4 separate regions of the Mus musculus genome follow, and all the other regions are linked to region 4. A link is a contact called in public HiChIP or PLAC-seq and promoter capture Hi-C data. All regions are on one chromosome and are shown on one strand. Each heading gives the region's core, a stretch centred on a gene start, on an enhancer-like site or on the middle of the called end of the contact. The rest is flanking DNA. Distances are from core to core; before and after follow the strand shown. Region 1 holds the start of Igf2os (insulin-like growth factor 2, opposite strand). Region 2 holds the start of Cdhr5 (cadherin-related family member 5). Region 3 holds the start of Taldo1 (transaldolase 1). Region 4 holds the start of Dusp8 (dual specificity phosphatase 8).

What was found. Promoter capture Hi-C pulls out the DNA fragments that hold promoters and counts their contacts. HiChIP or PLAC-seq counts read pairs in DNA pulled down with a chosen protein or histone mark.
Region 1: a contact with region 4 is called in a promoter capture Hi-C map of embryonic stem cells, with 10 read pairs. The contact joins the promoter of Igf2os here to the promoter of Dusp8 in region 4. A contact is called at or near these places in 4 of 39 promoter capture datasets (cranial neural crest, embryonic stem cells, hippocampal neurons and 1 more), 5 of 484 Hi-C or Micro-C datasets (all in embryonic stem cells), 2 of 115 datasets of contacts at active chromatin or transcription factors (embryonic midbrain and embryonic stem cells) and 2 of 9 other capture datasets (adipose tissue and liver).
Region 2: a contact with region 4 is called in an HNF4G HiChIP or PLAC-seq map of pancreatic cancer cells. The contact joins the promoter of Cdhr5 here to the promoter of Dusp8 in region 4.
Region 3: a contact with region 4 is called in a promoter capture Hi-C map of erythroid cells, with 7 times the contacts expected there. The contact joins the promoter of Taldo1 here to the promoter of Dusp8 in region 4. A contact is called at or near these places in 1 of 39 promoter capture datasets (erythroid cells), 1 of 115 datasets of contacts at active chromatin or transcription factors (embryonic forebrain) and 1 of 9 other capture datasets (pancreatic islet).

The regions. Positions count from the first base shown.
Region 1 is chr7:142,658,182-142,661,388 of GRCm38.p6, forward strand. Igf2os (insulin-like growth factor 2, opposite strand) reads left to right here and starts at 1,499. Exons shown (of 4, transcript NR_002855.3): 1 at 1,499-2,848. It also overlaps a transcript of Igf2 not described here.
Region 2 is chr7:141,275,501-141,278,704 of GRCm38.p6, forward strand. Cdhr5 (cadherin-related family member 5) reads right to left here and starts at 1,286. Exons shown (of 15, transcript NM_001114322.1): 1 at 1,125-1,286; 2 at 871-1,046; 3 at 488-538. The coding sequence starts at 1,218. It overlaps Sct (secretin), which reads right to left. Exons shown (of 4, transcript NM_011328.3): 3 at 3,118-3,204; 4 at 2,829-3,021. The coding sequence ends at 2,910.
Region 3 is chr7:141,390,882-141,394,224 of GRCm38.p6, forward strand. Taldo1 (transaldolase 1) reads left to right here and starts at 1,279. Exons shown (of 8, transcript NM_011528.4): 1 at 1,279-1,437. The coding sequence starts at 1,341.
Region 4 is chr7:142,093,775-142,096,789 of GRCm38.p6, forward strand. It overlaps Dusp8 (dual specificity phosphatase 8), which reads right to left and starts at 1,510. Exons shown (of 7, transcript NM_008748.3): 1 at 1,149-1,510. Gm32786 (a long non-coding RNA gene) reads left to right here and starts at 392. Exons shown (of 7, transcript XR_870057.3): 1 at 392-565; 2 at 1,903-2,304.

The sequences.
Region 1 (3,207 bases), core at 249-2,748, 560 kb after region 4:
CTTACACACCCCCTCCCCAACAGCCCCCATACCCCCGCCCCTTCCCCCACTCCATGGCGCAAGGGGGAACAAAAGTTTGCTTAGGGAACGAGCCCCCAGCCCCCCACCCACCGCACCAGTCCCGCCATGCCCAAGCCGGGCTCTGCGCACCCCCCACTCCCAGGGCCCCTGAGAGCCCTTACCTGGAAGCCGGCGACGCTGCCGCCCATCTCCCTGCTGCGGGTATGCAAACCGAACAGCGGGCGAAGGCCCTTCTGCCGGGCACTCCTCTGCCAGCGCCGCTCTGCCCGAGTCGCAGAGGCCGAATGTGCGACGGGACAGAACGGGGAGATGGCTTTTTTGGTGGGGAGGGGGGCGTCTCTTCTGCTTCTTTAGGGTATCTTAGGGCTGGGGCGGGCCAGATATTGTACTTTCGGGGGGGAAAAGGTATCGGGAAATGAGGTCAGCTGTTGTATCAAGGATAGTTGGGGGGCAGAGATAGTGAGAGAGACAGAGTGAACGTGAAAGGGGGGGACCACAGAGAGGGAGAGAGGGAGAGAGGACAGCGAGAGGCGGGTAGGCTCACAGCGGGAGAGGACAGCACGGAGAGAAACAGAAAGCGTATAATTAATCCACTTGGGTAGGCGAAGGCAGAGGGCGGACGTGAGGGGGAGGGAGTCTGAGGCGAGGAGGAACGGGGAGGGGGCAGGAGGGGAGCTTAGGAAAGGTGGCGGGTAAGCGGGTGCGCGAGGGGGGGCGCACCCTAAGCAGAGGAGAGGATGCAACTTCGAAGGACCGAGGACGGTGTTGAGGGGGGAGGAATGGAGGCGTCACCCCGGCCACGGGCACCCAGCTCGGTTAGGGTCGACGGAGCCCTCAGCCGTCGTAAGCCCGGGCTTCTTGTGGGGGGGACAGGCGTGGCGGCGCCTCAGCTGCTCGGGACTGCAGCGAAAAGAGGGGAGCAGCCGGGCTGCGCACCGGGGAGGGCTGGGAGGGGAAGCGCGGGGGATGACAACGCCGGCGACCTGCAAGCCGGACTGCCTGCGGTGGGGACCGCCTCCTCTGGCGAAGCAGGAATGGGGTGTTGAGGTAGATAGAGGAGGAGGCGGTGGGGAGATCCGCAGGCCCGACGGAGCGCGGCCCCGCCGACGGCGCCCTGCACAGGAGTTAGCAGCAGCGAGGTGGCGGACGGCGTCGACGCGGGGCCGCCAGCCCGGATGGAGGCGCTGGCGGGCCGAGCGCGGGCGGGCGTGGGCCAGGAGGCGGGGGCGGCCGGAAGGGGGGGCCGGGGGCCGGCCTGGCCTCACGCAGCTCCGCCGGAGAGCAGGCGAACTCCGGGCGCCAACGCCCGGTTCTTATAGCCGCGCCACCCCGCGGCTCGGCGCCCGCTCGGGCCCCGCTGGCCTTACGCCCGCGCCAATGGGCGTCCGCAGGGCCCTCGCCCCGCCCCGGGACCGCCCCCGCAACTCGAGCCACGCGGGGAATGCGGGTCGGGGGCCCTGGGCACGGGGGTTGCCGGTGGGGGGGGGGAGTGGAGTGCCTGGTGGCAAAGATGGGGGGGGGCTGTGCGCCCCAACAGGCCCACTAAATCCTGGGTGTCTATCCCTAAAAATCGAGGTCCCATGTCATGTTTCCGGGGTGCCCTGTGCTTGTGCAACATGGGCGCGTGGTGCGAACCAACGTGCGTGGCACCCTAGGCCTCAGTGGTAGTGGCAGGACCTGTGCTCAGTTAGAGGGTTACAAGGTAGGCGCATCCCGGCCGACTGAGTTAAGGCGCAGGTAGCTGGGTAGAGGGTTCTCACAGGGACCTACTTGCTAAGCAGGGGACAGTCCCCTGGATCGGCTGGGGGGGGGGGGGGGAGCGCGCAGCCTCCACCTGCCTGAGCAGGCAGGGCGGGCTGTGAGGCACCTCGAATAGCAGCCAGATAGATCTTACTAAGCGCCCCTAACCTCTGCTTTGCCTGGGATCTCCTAGCAGCCTTTGGGGGGCCACCAGGTGCACCATGAAGGGAAGGCTGGCTTGGCCACGCCAAATCTGGGCCCCGCGTGGAGCCCCCGCACAATGTCTGCGCCCTTCAGCAGAAAAAGAAGCAGGGCGGGAAACGTAGCTCAAACCAGACCTGTAAACCAGAGCTCACTGAAGTGCTTCTAAGCGGCGCGCCTTTGGGACCCCACCCAGTATGAGCAGATAACAGTTCCCTGTCCTCAGCACTTTGAATTTGCTTAGTTGCAGGTTCGGCCCCAGGGGCCAATGCGATAATTCCGGGCTATTAAGAAACTCTCCCCGGGTGGTTTCAGATATAAGAAGCCATTGTGATTTTTACCAAGTCAAAATCACTTCTAAACCGGTGCACCTTGTTTCCCTCTCCCGACCTCCGCACCTCTAGGCCTCTAAAGGGCCACTACTGGCGGAAACCAGTGCACCCGGGGCTAACCTCCCGGCCCGACCATCAATCACCGCGCCCGCGCTCTACACTCGCTTCCCCAAGCCCTCGACCTGTAGGGTTGGAGGCTCCAAGCCGCCCGAGCGCTCTGCCCTTCCCGCTTCCTGGCCGCCCAGGCGCTTTCCCTACCACCGCGTTGTTTGCAGAGTGCACACAAAGTGGCGCGCGTTTCGGAGCGCCCAGCCCAAAGGAGCGCTGCCGCCGAGGGAGAAGCCAGCAGCCCGCTCCCGCGCTACTCCGCAGCAGCCCTGAGGACAAACTGCGAGGTAGCCGGTGCCCCGCAGTGGAAGAGCTGGGGCACGAGGGAGCGCGCCACGGGGAGCTCACCACAAGGCCGAAGGTCGGGTCCGCTGGCGCAGGAGGATCGGAGGAGAAGGGCGGGAGAGCGGATGAAGTGGGAGCTGCTGAAGTGGACGCTGCTGAAGGTGAGCGAGACCCCAAGGGCAGTCCCCAGTGAACCGGGGCAACGCCCAGTCCGTTGGAAGACCCGGGGACAATGCCCAAATTTGGGGGAAACTGGGGGCAATGCCCAGTCGTTTTCCTGGACACGGGAGCAACACTGCCCACGTCCTGGCCGCCGCGCAGTGTCCAGTGCGTGTTTGGGGCACACACACTTTTCCAAAATCTGTGCTGCCGCTGGGACACCGTAGGAGAAGTGACGAGGCCGATACCACTGTTATGCGCAGGACGGGAAGCTGCCGAAAGTGGCCAGCGGAAACAATGATCAAATTTCGGGGATCCCAAGTCAGACCCTTGTCTGATTTGCGGTCCTGGGAATGAGCGG
Region 2 (3,204 bases), core at 36-2,535, 820 kb before region 4:
TTGGAGTCCGGTAAGAAACGTAGAAGTTTCTGTGTGAGGCTGTCTGGGGTTGTGGTTATGACTCTCTAGGGATTCACTATGTGGGGGAAGGAATAGAGAAGGACCAAGGGCACGGAGAGCAAATGGATCTGCGGCAGGGTCAGAAAGGAGACCTGCTGCCCAAGGCCCCGTGGGACTAGAGGTAGGAAGAGTAGGGCTGACTCTAACTGAGGCACAACCGACAATCCCAACAATGTACCTGGGGTGGGGTGACCTCAAAAGGGGCCTAAGTGGCTGGCAGGTGAGGGATGAGAGGCAGACTTAGGGCCTCAGGGTATTGACTTAATCCACAGCTCTAAGTTAGCTGACTTTGAGTCTGGAGCTCAGGGAAGTCTAGGCTGAAAGAAGCAAGCGTGGGAGTGGCCAGGAGAGAGCTGAGGTCATGGGGGAATGGCCTTGGGGTACTCTGACAGAAGGCAGAGGTGATCAGGTACTGGGGTTAACTTACCACCGCATCTCCTCTCTTACACTCCACATCTGCCTGGAGCAATGAGTTTTCCTAAGGATGAAGCCAGGGGCCCTATGAGTCACTTGCCACATAAGGAGCTATGCTGCTCTAGAACGGGAGAGTACGGCTAGGAGAGCAGGTACCGCTCCAGCGCCCCAGTCATCTGTGGGAAATCCTGGGTGTGTGGGGGGGGGCATTTGGCAGCTTTGTCCCCTACGGCCCTCCCCCTCAGTACCAACCAACCGACCACAGGGCCTGAAGGGTTCCTCACTCAGGGGGATAGAGAACCCTCAGCCCCTCCTTCCCTGAATCTTCCCCAGGTTAGGAGGCCCGCCCATGTATGTCTCCATGAAGGCACATTCCATCCAGCCTACAGACTGTACCTCATAATCTGGAGTCACGTTGAGAAACAGATCTTTTCCTTCGATCCTAAAGGCATAAGGAGTGGACAAGGGTCCCAAGGTCACGTGCAGGCCGTCTGGGACAAAAATGTTCACCAGTGGCTCAGAAACAGTGGTGTTCTCCTCGACTCTAAATATGGTCTGGTTCACAGAGCAGACTAGAAAGTTGGAAAGAAGAAGTTGGTTCCTCATCAGAGCTCTGCCACCCACCTGTCCTGCCCCTGCCCGACACATACCCTGGGTCTGGGCCAAGGTCCCCGGAGGTTGGCCAAACAGCACTGTGAGCCATGGCAACAGCAGGGAAGGCCACAGGAGGGCCGGAGCCCCCATGGCGGCAGCTGTCACCTGGAAGAAGGATCCAGCTTGCTTGGTTCCAGGGCTGGTACAATTCCTGCCTTGGCGACCTTCGCCCCTGCCAGGCACCGCCTCATTTTATGACCCTTTACAGATGGCCTCTATCAAGGGGACTCCCGCTGGCCGGCACTAACAGGGGACATGAGGTCATATTTCGGCCTGGACTTCCAGGAAGTTAGCTGGAGACTCAACCCACGGGAACTACACATAAGGTGTATGAAGCTTGAGAACAAGGAGGAGTGGAGAATAGGTGTGGGGAGCCAGGGCAAGGCTCTGGGGCCATAGATCTAAGGAGGCTGAGTCAGGGCTGGGGGCTGAAGCAGGCCTGTGGGATGGAACCATGGGTCTGGGGAGCTGGGGCAGGGCTATGGGGAGCTGGGGCAGGGCTATGGAGAGCTGGGGCAGGGCTATGGAGAGCTGGGGCAGGGCTGTGGGGAACTGGGGCAGGGCTGTAGGGAGCTGAGTCAGGGCTGGGGGCTGAAGCAGGCCTGTGGGATGGAACCATGGGTCTGGGGAGCTGGGGCAGGGCTGTGGGGAGCTGGGGCAGGGCTATGGAGAGCTGGGGCAGGGCTGTGGGGAATGGGGGCAGGGCTGTGGGGAGCTGGGAGCAAGAACAGGCTGAGCCATTGGGTCTACTGTAGCCCTCATTGGGGTGTCCCTCATCTTGTCTCTTTCTCCTCAGTGTTCTCTAGCAAAATCCCTGGAGCTATGTCATGTCGTCTCCCTTCCCTTCCCTCGTCCACTCCCAAGGGAAATGGCTGTGTCCCAGTATGCTCCTGCTGTATGAGAAACACAGCAGTTCCCCCAGGGTAGGGCCTGGCAGAGCCTTGGTTGGTGTTAGGATGCAGATAGAACCTTTCAGCCACAGCTAGGAGCTGGGGTTTGGGGAGCCAGTATCTGATGGAAGACAGGAATCCTGGTGAGGACACAGCCCAGGCCTCCATTAGATATGCTTCCTCTCCTTTTGCCTGTAAGCTCTCAGAGATAGGAAGAAGGCCCTGGGTGGGATCAGGAGGGTCGTAGGGGGTGTTCTGTTGAAAGGGCCTGCACAGCTCTCACTACTGTGGGCCTTTGCAGGGCTGGCTGCTTTAGGTGTCTGAAAACCTTCCCGAGGCTCCAAGCCTCTGCAAAGACTGAGCACTGTCTCACAACCCTTCACTGGTCCTACAGCTGCCTACTGGGAGATGACATCACCGTCAGGCCTCAGGCCTAGACATGTTAGAGCCAGGATGTACTCAGGTCCTCCCACTCATAAGCGGACCCCTATGACCCCGCCTGAGCCTCCTCCTCACCACTTCATTTACCCTGGCCACATGGCTGGACCAGGGTGGGGAGTCCCTGATCCCTAGAAATTTTGCTAAATGGACCACAGGGCAAGGTGGCACTCTAGGGAATTCAGCTGGGAAAAGAGGGGTTCAGCTGATGCCAGAGATAAGAAATGTCCTAGCTGGCTTCTTGGGTTCAAAGGGCAGCTGGGTGTGGTCCTAGCCACTGAATGAGATGGCTGGATCTGTCCACGCCTTCCAGGCTCTCGGAGCAGAGGCGGCCTTCATTTTATCAGACATCACACACCATGAGCTAAAAGACCAGGGTCTAAATTCCTTTTTTATTGATGCCAAGGACAACCAATCCCTACTCCAGCCAGGGTCCTAGAGACTCTTCCTCCCTCATCTGGGTGGCCTGGTTGTTTCAGTCCACTCTGAACGATCAACAGCAGACCTTGGTCCAGGAGGCAGCCAGAGAGACAGGGACCCATCCAGGGACAGCCTGGGCAGAAGCCTGTGGAAGGAGAGGGGACTAGTGAGTGACCATCAGAGTGCGGGTACCCACCTGGCTGGGGCACTTTAGGAATCCAGCTGAGGATGGAAAACTCACCAGTCCTGTAGGGTCTGAGTGTTCGACCACAGCAAGCAGAGCTGGTCCTCTAAGGGCTTGGACCGGGCCAGGCTGTTCTCTGGGATA
Region 3 (3,343 bases), core at 29-2,528, 700 kb before region 4:
GGAGGGAACTTCGAATGAGAGAATGCCTCTGTCCTCAAGATTAGCAAGTCAGTCGGCAAGGCTTTTTCCCTTTGGCGAGTCTGGAGCTCCCTATGTAAACCAGGCTGGCCTTGAATCCACCTGCCACTGCCTCCAGAATGCTGGGATTAAAGGTCTGTACCACCTTGCCTGGCTCCGTTTTTAAGAAAAAATTAATTTTAAGATTAATGATTGATAAGGGAAAGCCCATAGCACCACGGTGAGTGGTGCCATCCCTGAGCAGGTGGTCCTGGAAGTTCAGGGCTGTAAAGAAAGGAGGCTGTGCAAACCAAGGGAGGCAAGCCGGTGAGAAGTTTTCTCCAGGCGCCTTTCTTGCAGTCCTTGAGTGATAGATTGTTACTTGGGAGGGTAAGGTACAATCAACCTCGCCTAGTTGCTTTGGGTGGTGGTGTTTATCACAGCAATAGAAAGCAAACTAAGACGAGTGGTAAACAAAATATTAACAGAAAATATCCGGCATACACATATATGTGTAATAGCTTGAGCCAGCATATTCAAAGAACTGCAAATCAATAATGGGAACACTGTAAAAGAAACTGCCCTTACTATTTTTATTCATGACTGAAGATTCAATTCCCCATCTCAACTTTCTCAAACTGCTGCTTATTCCAGACAGACTTCCAGCCAGGGGAGATGCAAAATCATGGGCAAGGGAAGGATCACCCAGCAGCTTAAGGCAACACCAGAACCACTCCATCTGGGAAGCGGAAACTGGTGGCTTTGCCAGAAGTCGCCCATGGGGCCATACACCTGTATTGATTCTCAGACTGTGCTTTAGCTTGTCTGCCTGTAAGCAGGGGCTGCACCGAGCTTGACTTATCGCGATCAGCAGAGAGGGCGCAGCTCCCAGTCCCTAAACTGGGAGTAGGGGAGTCCCACAGCTGGAGAAAGGGTGCACTTCTGAAGCCCCTGTAGGGAATGCACAGTTGGAGGCAAGGACCCGCTCAAGGATTAGCATGGGTGTGGAGCGAGAGCGCTGCCACCCATCCATCCGTAGTCCGTGGGGTCTGAGGCTTACTGAGCGCGCGTCTCAGTAGAATCCGTTGTCTGTTCATTCTACGCATCCGAGCTCTAGAGGGGTACAAAGAATCCACTCTCCTTGGACTGGTAGAAACTAACCACTCGCTACTGGGGAAGAGAACTCCGACCGTGACACGGGGCGTGGTCTATGGCAAGGTCTCCAAGTACATGGGCGGGGCTCGTCGTCAGGCTTCATTTAGCTTTGCTTTGATTGGCCAGGACGCGCGGGGCATTGTGGGTTAGCACGCACCGGCTACCGCCTCAGCTGTTCGCGTTTCGCCATGTCGGGGTCCCCGGTAAAGCGCCAGAGGATGGAGTCCGCCTTGGACCAGCTCAAGCAGTTCACCACCGTGGTGGCCGACACGGGTGATTTCAATGGTAAGAGGACGCGGTGCATGCGCCCTATTTAAGCTGCTGCGCCCCCAATTTTGGAACCAGCACCGGTGTGGGTGTCAGGGGCGGGGCCTCGCGGGCGCTGGAGCTGGGATTGGTGAGTTTGCGGAACCTTCAAGGATCAATAGCTCCTGGGCTATTGGTGACCCTGGGAGCCCGGCGCGAAGCCTCGGTGGGTAGAGGTAGTCCGAGAAAGTCTCCCTGACCCGGGGTGCCCCCACCCCTACTCCCAATTCCCTACGATGACACAGGCTCAACTTTGGAGCCAGTGCAGTCTGCAAGACTGGACACCATCTGCTTTTTGCAGCCTGTTGCACTGGTTTTCCACATGCAGCTGGTTACTCTCTATGGGCAGTACACAGCATGGCTGGAGTCAGACCAGTTGCACACACTAAATCAAATGGTTATCATTGTCATACTTCCTTCTCTTTTGAGACTGGGTCTCACAGTGTAGCCACAGGCTGTTCTGGAACTCCTGGTAATCCTTCTATCTTAGCCTTAGTGCTGGATCAGGCAGTGCCACCATGCGCAGCTCCAGTACTCAGATTTTCCTGGACTTGGTAGGGACGCGGAAAACAGGTGGAAAGACTTGTGCTGTTAGTCTTGCTCTCATCCTTGGAGGGTGGTGGAGGTGATCTCACATGTGCTGTGAGAAAGACTTTCAGGAAATGCTCCGTGTGAGCTCAGTACAAAAGCACTTCTGCTCTTTTCTGCTTTCTCACGGTGACTTGAGAAACAGGCTTTAATTCCTCATGAGTAAGTGCATTGTTTATCTCTCAGAGAGTCGCAGAGAGTGATTAGGCATATTTGGGCTGCTTAGCTATAAAGGACAGACTTGATGTGGGTCTAATAGCAAACCCGTCTGACACAAGCTGTGTTCGTCAGCTTCCAGAAATCCATCTGGGAGTCCTAAGGTTTTTCCACTGTGTGTGTAGTGCAGAGTTTACCGGCTAATGTTTGTGAAGAGAGCAAGAGACAGGCATGGTAGCTCACACCTGCATTTGGGAGGCAGAGGCAGGCACATCTTTATGAGTTGGAGGCCAGCCTGGGCTACATGGTTCCAGGCTAGCCTGAGCTACATAGTAAGAGCCTGTCTCAAACAACAACAAAGAGCCAAAGAGCACATTCATTGACAGTGTGGCTTAAAACAAATAATTATAAACATTGTCAGATTCAAAATCTATTTTATATACTTTATTTATTCAAAGTCTTTTTTTTTTTTTTGTCAGATGGTAAAGGTTTCTTTTGGTGTTTATTTGTTTGAAGACAGGGTTTCTCTGTGTAGCCCTGACTTTCCTGGAATTTGATTTATAGACCAGGCTGGCCTCGAACTCACAGAAATCTGCCTGCCTCTGCCTCCTAAGTGTTGGGATCAGCATTGTGCACCACCCCTGCCCAGCTGTGGTGAGGGTTCTTCACCCCTTGGGTATCACAGGCTCCTGAAAATAGAGTTTCCGAACGCTTTTGACCCCTTTCATTTTCCTCTGAACCTCAGGGTCTTTGGGCCTTAATGCTCAGCTGGGGGTGGGGTGGGGAGGAGAGGGGAGGGGAGGGGAGGGGAGGCTAGAGCTCAAGCTCTGACATCACACCTGCTAAAACAGCTGCCACTCAACTGTGTCCCCAGCCCTGGGTCTGTAGGGTTTTTTGTTTGTTTTGTTTTTTGTTTGGGTTTTTTTGTTTGTTTGTTTTTTTCGAGACAGGGTTCTCTGTGTAGCCCTGGCTGTCCTAGAACTCACTTTGTAGACCAGGCTGGCCTCGAACTCAGAAATCCACCTGCCTCTGCCACCACTGCCCTGCCAGAGTCTGTAGTTTTATATGATAAAAACTGTGTTTTCTGTGCACCCTTCAGTGGATTCACACCTCAGCCAGCACCACTCCAGAGCACATTTTC
Region 4 (3,015 bases), core at 260-2,759:
CACAGAGCAGGAGGGAACGAGAACCTGCCCAGCAACTCTCCTGAGGTCCCTAAGCTGACTGCAGCAAGTCAGACATAAAGATGAACCTACAGCTCCTGGTCACATGATCTGCTCATCTGTATCAGGTGCCTGCTAACCAAATAGTGAATGCACGGGGACTCTGATCTCCCAGGGCAGAGCCTGGCACTGTAAGCTACCCTCACCCACCCAGCTACCCTAGGGGCAAGTAAATGTGAGGCTGGGTCTACAGGTCACTGGATTTCCATTCTGAATTCATTCATACTGTGAAAGAAGCCGTGCCCCTGACCCGAAGCACCTCCACCCCCACCCCATACTGCACAACAGAGCATTGCAGATGCCACACTGGTCCCCCACCCCCATCACTGCACCATCAAGGCCCCCAATCTATCTGCTGCAGGCGCAGCACACCCTGTCAACAAGGAGTCAGAGGCCAATTTATTCCAAGAGGTCTGATCTAGTGGAAGCTGAGCCTGTTCTTGCTCCTCCACCTGCAAGGTTTGGCACAAGGGTACCAGCAGCATCTGACTGGCCGCTCCCTCCCAAGGTAGGCAGAGAGGCCAGGGAGACAGGCTGCAGGAGGCAGCCGTGCCGGCCCCTCCCCCAGCATCGCGCCTACAGCCTCTGCGTCGGGTAAGGATGTTCTTTATCCGCAGAGGCGAGTGGAGCACCATGAAGTGGGGGTGACGGGACAGCCATGCGAGTCGAAGAGTGGGGGGGGGTCCTATAGCTTCCTCTCCAGATAAGGAGCCTACCGCAGGCCGGAGCCGACCCTCTGGCGTCGGAGGTTTCGCATCCCCCTGCCCGCTGCAGCCGCGGACGACCTTCTCCAAATCTGGCTGCCAGCGGGGGCGCTTCGCAGGGACTCTCACCGATCTGTGCTGGATCTCAGCCCTCCCCCGCGAATCCCTAGGTCTCTTATATATATCCCTCCAGATAAGAAGGAATATGCCGAGAAAGACAGCGCACTGCAGGCGCGGATCTGCAGCGCGCGCCGCTCGCGGGGCAGAGCCATTTATTCTCGGTGCTCCAAAGAGCTTCTTCCTTCAGGGCACACAACCGCAAAAACCTCCGCACGTCCTGGGCCCACACCCGGCTTAGGACTCGACCGCTGTCAGCGCCTGGCTCACCTGGCTCTCGCTTGCCCTGGGGTTGCCCCCAACGCCGGTGCCGCGCTCAGGGCGCCCGCTCCGTTCCGCCACCCATGGGCCCGTCGGGGGCCCGCGTAGCCGGGGCAAGGGCCGGAGAGGCGCGCGGGGCGCGTCGCCGCCGCCGCCGCCGTCGTCGCCGCCACCGCGGGGAGCGCTCGCTCGGGACGGAGCGCGCGTACTGCGGTCGGGCACGCGCGCTCACGGCGCGCATCCCAGCCCGCGACTTGGCGGGCGCGGCCGGCAGCTCCGGCCCGGCTCAGCGTCCGGCGTCCGGCGTCCGGGTGGGGCGGGGGTCCGCGGAGCCGGCTCGGCCACCGCGGGAGCCGCGAGTGACAGGCCCGGGGCGGAGGGCGGGGCTGCCGGTGGGGATGAGGTCATGCCGAGCGAAAAAGCCCCTGACGTCACCTGCAGCCAATCAGAGTGAGCCGCTCGGGGGCAGGTGACGTCAGCGGAGCGGGCGCTGGGTGCGGAGCCCTGGCGGCGGCCGTGGGTCTCTCTGCCACCGCCCTCCGTCCCCCGCGCCCCAAGCTTCTCGGGCATCGGTTCTTAAAGGGGCCACGCACGCCGCAGCTCCCCACCTCCAGGAAGCCTTCCCAGCTCAGGGCTCCTGGTATCCCCAAGAACCCTCTGCCTCGCGGCACTCTAACCAGCGTCTACTGTCCTAGTATGCAAGGGTCTCCCTCTCTCGGCCCGCCTGGACTGAACCTGTCACGGATTTCTCTCCTTCCCTTAGCCTTTGTTCGCGAGAGGACGCCCTCCCAGAGTGCGCCTCCCCTGCCCCAGTGCGGCCCAGGGAAAAGGGTCATGGAGAGCTGCGGCCGCAAAGGGCCTTACCTGCAGCATCCGCGTTTGTCCTCTCCACGACCCCTGGAGGTGGAAGTCCAGCTCTACACTTTGCAGAAGAAGCTCCTAGGCGATGTGGTTTGCCTCAGGTCACTCATCCCGGGAAATCAGGGGGCGGGGCTCCAGACCCACCGGTGTGCTCCCCAGGGCGGCGCTGCCCCCCTACCTATGACATCCAGTTCTTGACAGCTTCCAATGAAAAGCCGCTTGGAAACGACCTCTACTCCCACCCGGACATCTCCCCTGCCCGCTGGGGACTGTCGGCTCCATCCCACTGTGTGAACACAACCACGTGAGCACTCAAAAAACATGGGTAATTACAACTAGGGCAGAAATACACAGGGGTCAGGCAGGTCTCAGAGGAAGGGGAGTCTTGTGCCAAAGTGGTCCACCTGCAAACATAAGCCACGTTTCCCTTAGTTTTCCCTCCTCCTCGGGAACAGGTTGGCAGAAAATTCTTTATTGTATGCCAGGCTGGTCTCAGCCTTCTGAGTGATGAGATTACTAGCACCCACCATGATGCCAGACCTTCTCAGATACTTCAAAAACGTGGCCCTGACTAGGTGGACAGTGAGGTGACCAGATAATATGAGTCTCGTGGGGGGTGGGAGGGGGGTGGAGTGTCCTGAACTTTCCCTGGAAGTCCAGCCTCTCACTCGATGAAGGGCAGAGTTTAGGAGATGGCTGGTTGAAGGAAGGGTCACAGAGAGTGAAGCAGGCACAAAGGAAGGAGCACTCCTTTGCTAGTATAGATTGTGTGAAGAATACTGCAGACCACACTAGGTGCTGGGCAAGGCTCTGCAGGGACCTTCTCCTTTACCCTACTGTATCCAGCTTGGCTTGGTTCATTATGAGTGTTTAGAACCGGCTTGCAGAAACCTCTCTATGTAGCCCAAGGGGAGTCTGGGAGTCTAGCCTGGGATTAATACAGGTTGGAGGGAAGAGGTGTCTCTGGCTCAGAAATAGCACAAAACAAACAAACAACTTGGGAGTGCTGCCAGGA